2 separate regions of the Sus scrofa genome follow, and region 1 is linked to region 2. Evidence: chromatin contacts called from public HiChIP or PLAC-seq data. All regions are on one chromosome and are shown on one strand. The core of a region is the stretch at or near the end of the contact, and the rest is flanking DNA. Distances in the headings are between cores, read along the strand shown.

Evidence for each region. HiChIP or PLAC-seq counts read pairs in DNA pulled down with a chosen protein or histone mark.
Region 1: a contact with region 2 is called in an H3K27ac HiChIP or PLAC-seq map of alveolar macrophages. The contact joins two enhancer-like sites. A contact is called at or near these places in 3 of 47 Hi-C or Micro-C datasets (mesenteric adipose tissue, retroperitoneal adipose tissue and subcutaneous adipose tissue) and 2 of 2 datasets of contacts at active chromatin or transcription factors (alveolar macrophages and skeletal muscle).

The regions. Positions count from the first base shown.
Region 1 is chr1:77,117,250-77,120,442 of Sscrofa11.1, reverse strand. All of the region lies in intron 4 of SLC16A10 (monocarboxylate transporter 10), which reads right to left. Among named protein-coding and RNA genes, the nearest start is that of MFSD4B, 41 kb to the left of the region's middle. Within about 2 kb of position 1,377, at least 6 of the 83 cell types and tissues checked have an H3K27ac peak or open chromatin away from gene starts, as enhancers often do. A contact at or near this core is called in alveolar macrophages, where this site is marked.
Region 2 is chr1:76,533,924-76,536,732 of Sscrofa11.1, reverse strand. The region is part of intron 1 of LOC110260565 (a long non-coding RNA gene); the gene reads right to left. Among named protein-coding and RNA genes, the nearest start is that of SLC22A16, 67 kb to the right of the region's middle. Within about 2 kb of position 1,487, at least 17 of the 83 cell types and tissues checked have an H3K27ac peak or open chromatin away from gene starts, as enhancers often do. A contact at or near this core is called in alveolar macrophages, where this site is marked.

The DNA.
Region 1 (3,193 bases), core at 128-2,627, 580 kb before region 2:
ACCACTATGTCACAGCATGGAGCCGGCGCTGGCTCCCCGAAGCACAGGACACACTGGAGGCCTCTCTGGTCTGCAGGTGTCTCGCCTGTGACTCAGCATGTGCTGCCATATGTGTACCACACATGGTTGAAAAAAACCAGAGACAACCTAAAAGAAGCCAGGTTGTGGTGAGCCTTCCATCCCAAATGAAATTCCTGACTCCTAACTCACTGCTGTGTAACCACAGACCAGACGTGGGATGAGTTAGCAAAGGCTACATTTTCTTCTGTAAATTACATGAAACACTAACATATGTGCCCCCAAAATGTTGTAAATGGCCTGACTGCCCCACCTTTAGGGGGGAACTCGCTAGAGTTGTTTTGGAGTACAGTGTTGATTTTAAATGTACCAGGACTTCATCTATCGTAGCCCCGTAGTCTGGGCCTCCATCATCTCTAACCTGGACACACTGATCTCCTAACTGGGCGCACTCCCTGCTTACACTTTTGCTTCCCTCCCAGTAATCCATCCTCCACACGCAGAGCAGCCGCTGTGACTTTAAGATATAAAATCACTTCATTCTCCAACAAAGACGTACTACACTTAAAGGGAAAACCCTTCATCTTGGATGTCAAGGCCCTGTTTAATGTGGCCCCTCCTCCTGCTGAGCCGTGCTCCCTCCAGCCTGGTCCAGGCCACTCTCCCTGTCTTCTCAAGTCCCCAGACACGCCCAGCTTTTTCCCGTGTCAAGTCTGGCTCCAGGAACTCAGGGACCATGTCTGTCTTGTTAGTATCACCCCACCAGCATCTAGGATGGTGCCTGGGGCACAGGAGGCACTCAATTTTGTGTGTGTGTGTGTGTCTTTTTAGGCCTGCAACCGAGGCACATGGAGGTTCCTAGGCTAGGGGTTGAATGGGAGCTGCATCTGCTAGCCTAGATCACAGCCAGATCCAAGCTGCATCTGTGACCTACATCACAGTTCACAGCAACACCAAATCCTTAACCTACTGAGTGAGGCCAGAGATAGAATCGAGTTCTCATGGGATACTAGTTGGGTTCATGAGCACTGAGCCACCTTGGGAATTCCAGAATTTTTTTTAGTAAATCAAAGGAAACCAGAAGTCTGTAATACAACAGTTGTCCATTAGAGGGCGACGTTGATACTTGAGCCATGTTCGCTAAATGTTGGACAGGGATATTCACAGTTAGGTATTAATAAAAGGGGGAATGATCATCGCACCGTAACTACTTTAAAAAGTGGCATTCTACCAGCTGTCTGAATTTCCTTCCAGCTGTGTGATGACAGGATTCTTCCTGTGGCTGACTCCCGGCCTGGACATAAACACAGGCACCTACAGTGAGGCAGTCTCTCTGATCCTCAGCATTATCATCCCTAAGTGGAAGTAGTGCTGGTCCCCTCCTCAAAGGGCTGGACAGGAAATAAAGGAGATGATGTATGTGGGGCACTTCGTTCCCTGTCCAGCATGCGGAGGGGTGGCTGTTACTTCACATCAATCAGTGGCAATTTATCTGTAATCAATACCTCTTCCAATCTTTGTCTTGCGCCCAAGTCCCACCTTTCCTCCTAGGCCCTGCTCACATACCGCCTCTTATCTCTACAGTGAGCCGATGTGCCCTCCCCAGCCCCAAGTTCCCCTTTGGCTCCCTTTTACCTCCTTTCACAGCCAGGCTCTTGGACAAAGTTGCCTACATTTCCACTTAATCAGCTGGTCATGATCAGTCTTTTGCACCTGCCACCCCACTGAAACTTCTCTATCTTAAATCCAGTGAAAACCTTTCCATCTTTAATGGGACTGCCTTCGCACTACTGACCCTACTGACTACTCCTGCCCCCAGAACCACCATGTGCCCCACTTTTTCCGATCAGTTTGGCCACGCCCTTCACGTCTCCCTTCCACACTCTCCAGTCACCCCACACAAGCCCATGAATCCCACAGTCCCACAGATCTCTTAGCCACACTCTTTCATGAGCTCCATCCAAACTCAGCTTGGCTTCCCCACAAGCACTGCAAACTTAAAATGACAAAAACGAACTCATCATCTCTAAGTTACTGAATTATGGATCTTGATAAAATGGCAAAACCCTCCACGGCTTCCTGAGTCACAAATCTCAGGCCCAGCTTAGGTGGCTCCACTGAATTCGCATTCCCTGTACCCATATTTTACTCTGTTTGATCCCAACATCTCTGCTCTGGTTCTTCCTGCCTAGACTGTTTCAATCTTTTTCTTTGCCTCCACATTCTTTTAGGATAAGAGATTTATTGAAATGTAATTTAACATGCCATAGAATTCACCCATTTAAAGTGAACAATTCACAGTGGGGTTTAGTGCATTAATAAGGTTGTATAAACTTCACTACTGTCTAGTTTTATTTTTATTTTATTTTATTTATTTATTTTGTCTTTTTAGGACCACGCTCATGGTATATGGAAGTTCCCAGGCCAGGGGTTGAACCAGAGCTGTAGCTGCCGGCCTACACCACAGCCACAGCAACGTGGGATCCGAGCCAAGTCTACGACCTATACCCCAGCTCATGGCAACACCGGATCCTTAACCCACTGAGCGAGGTCAGGGATCAAACCTGCAACCTCATCGTTCCTAGTCGGATTCATTAACCACTGAGCCACAACAGGAACTCCTGAAATTTATAAAATATAATTCATGTCCTCTCACTCCCTTGCTTGAAATCCCTAATGGCTCCTGGTAGATCTCAGGACAGGCCTCAGCCTCTTTCATGTTCATAAAAGCCCTTCCCGACTTACCCCTGCCTAACCCCCAGCAGTCATTCTGCTATTCTCTCCTTAGTCCATTCAAACATTCCGCTTCCTGGACATAACAGACAATGTCACACTTCCATCTCTTTGCCATGTGGTTTCCTCTGCTTAAACACGTTTCCCTACTTTTTTTTTTTTTTTGGTTTTTAGGGCCACCCCTGAGGCATATGGAGGTTCCCAGGCTAGAGGGTCGAATTGGAGCTACAGCTACTGGCCTACGCCAGAGCCACAGCAAGGTGGGATCCAAGGCTCGTCTGTGACCTACAGCACAGCTCATGGCAATGCTGGTTCCTTAACCCACTGAGCAAGGCCAAGGATCGAACCTGTGTCCTCATGGATCCTAGTCAGGTTCATTGACAGCTGAGCCATGAAGGGAACTCCCACACCCTTCCCTACTTTTCCTAGCCATTTAAATCTA
Region 2 (2,809 bases), core at 238-2,737:
AAGAGAGAGGCAGAGATGGCAGTGATGCAGCTACAGCCAAAGAATGACTGGTGTCACCAGAGCTGGAAGAGGCAAGGGGTGCCCCCTAAAACTCCTGGAGGTAGCATGGCCCTGCCCCCAGCTTGATCTCAGACTTTTGACCTCCAGAACTATGAAAGAATACAGAACTGTTGTATTAAGCTACCACATTTGTGGTTATTTGTTATGTAGCCTACAAAACTAATACAGGGGGAGGGGGCTCTGAAGTGGTGGCAAGGGCATCTGGCCACAGTCCGGGGTCCTGAAACAGACCAGGGGCTGGATCTCAGGCATCTTAGTGTTCTGTGGCCAGCCTGGGGCCAGCATAGCTAGGTGTTCGGTGACTTAGTTCAGAAACTTTGGGCTCAAACCAAACAGGACTTCACTTCACAGAAATAATTTTCCTTTGTTTTCATTTTCTCTTTTTTCCACTCAATTTTAGAAAATCAAAGATTTCATAGTACTGATATCTTTCTCATCCACCTTCTACCTTTTCAGCTGTGACAATGGAGCCAGTGGGGTTGCCAGGGGTTTCTAGGGGAAACCTCACCTGGGAGCTTACACTTTGTGCTCATCCACACAGGCCAAGTGACATGGGGGCCTGTGATTGAGCTGGGTGGCAGGTGGCAAAAAGAGAGCTCTGGGAGGCCTAGAGACAGGCCTTCCACTTGTAACTGCTATGCATCTTAGCCTCTGACTTAGACCATCCCACAGTTCCTCCAAACTGCAGGAACAGAGAGGCCCCAGCAACCAGGGAGAGATGGCTGTCCCTTTAGTCAACTCCCCTCTGTTTTTTCTGTTTTTTGGTTTTTTTTTTTTGTCTTTTTGCCTTTTCTAGGGCCACTCCCGTGGCATATGGACGTTCCCAGGCTAGGGGTCTAATTGGAGCTACAGCTGCTGGCCTACACCACAGTCACAGCAGCACCAGATCCCAGCCTTGTCTGTGACCTGCACCACAGCTCACAGCAACACCGGATCCTTAACCCACTGAGCAAGGCCAGGGATCAACCCCACAACCTCCTGGTTCCTAGTCGGATTCATTAACCACTGAGCCATGACGGGAACTCCAACACCCCTCTATTTGAATGAGCCATTTATTCCCTGCCCAGCAAACTGACAGATATGGTGGAAAAGCCTTTCTGGGGAGAAGCTGGAAGAAGCTCATATAAAGAACCCAAAGACAGGAAAGACTGTGGCACAGACAGAGTTCAGTGCACATAGTGGATGTCCGGTAAACTCTTTTGTTTTTAGGTCTAGAAAAGAAACTTTACTCTTTTAAATTTAACCCATATGCCACCCTACTTCCCATTGCTTCGTTACAAAACTACCAAAGTAATTAAAAAAAAAATGTTTTTAAAGCATGCACTACTGAAGAGTTTCTGGCTGAGACCTTTGAATCTGTGCCCTTGAGGGCTCCAGGGCAGGCCTCCAGCAGGGTGGTGTAAGACTCACTGTCCTGACGCGGGTGGCAGTTGTTAGAACAGGGACTGTTTCATTTCATTTACTGAGTGAAGCATGCTGTCAGCAGGCAGCAATAGTCACAGGACAAGATGCAACCAAATCTGACCCTGATCCCTCCTGCCCTGATCACAAGCAAGCTCTTCCCTTTTCTGGGAGAAAGACAGGAAACAGACAAGGAGAGCCCCCTTGAAGAGGAATTATGTTGAAGTTGATCTAAAGAGATCTGAGCACTCAGCTGCCCTAAAACTGCCCCAAACACTATTGCTACAAAGCCAAATTCATTATCCAGAGGGGCTGTCTTGGATTCTACCCAAGAGATTTAGTTTTTGAAGAGCCTAAAAGATTCCTGGCCTATCTGTAGGATGAGTGTGAGAGCCAGATTCCAGAGGATTATATTGTCCGTGGATGCTGCAATACCCTGCTTGACAAGAATTTAACAGAAATAAATGATTGTTCAGCTGGAGCTGATGTATCTAAGAGGCAAACCTTTCTTAAACCCTACTAATGTGCAACCTCAGTCCACAACTGGATTCAATTACTGCGTGGAAAGAAAGGCATTTTCTCATAAAGCCGCTCTGTTTCCGTGCCTGGCTGTGAGCTGGGTCAGCCATGACAAAGACAAGCCTGTGCGTTGTTTTTGGTTGTTTTTCTTTTCAAGCTCTTCCACTGGTACTGCCAGGCCCCAAGCTGTTTGGATCAGTTATGTGGGGGCCAGTTTACTTGTTTTGGCTTTTAGCCTTTTTGTCCAGCGTTGATGATAGAAGAGCAAGCGGGTGTCTTATTGACCGGTAGAATTGACGGGCTATGCCGCAGGATTCAGAGGTTGCACCAAGCCCATGTACCCCTTAGGAGCTGCATTTATGGGGAAGGGGCGTGGGAGAGACTGTAGGGGACTTGAGGGGGTCTAGCATAAGTGGGTCTGGGTGTTCCTACTCCCAAATATTAGTAATAATACCTAACATATAGAGTGCTTTATACGTAGTAACCCACTTAATCCTCCCAACAATCCTCTGAAGTACTATCATTATCTGCATTTTACAGATGGGGAAATTGAGGCACAGAGAGGTTTTATAATTTGCCCAAGGTTACACCATTACTAAATGGCTCAGAGCCCAGGCTCTTGGTCACTATAATGTCAAAGAGGCTGTTGCAGAAATTTGAAACCATGATTGGTATTCGTTTAGCTACCTATTTGCAGTATTCTTTTTAAAATTTTTAAATTGTAGCTAATTTACAAGGTGTTAACTTCTGCTGCACAGTAAAGAGATTTGATTATGCATATATATTCTTGATCATATTCTTTTCCATTATGGTTTATCACAGGATAAAC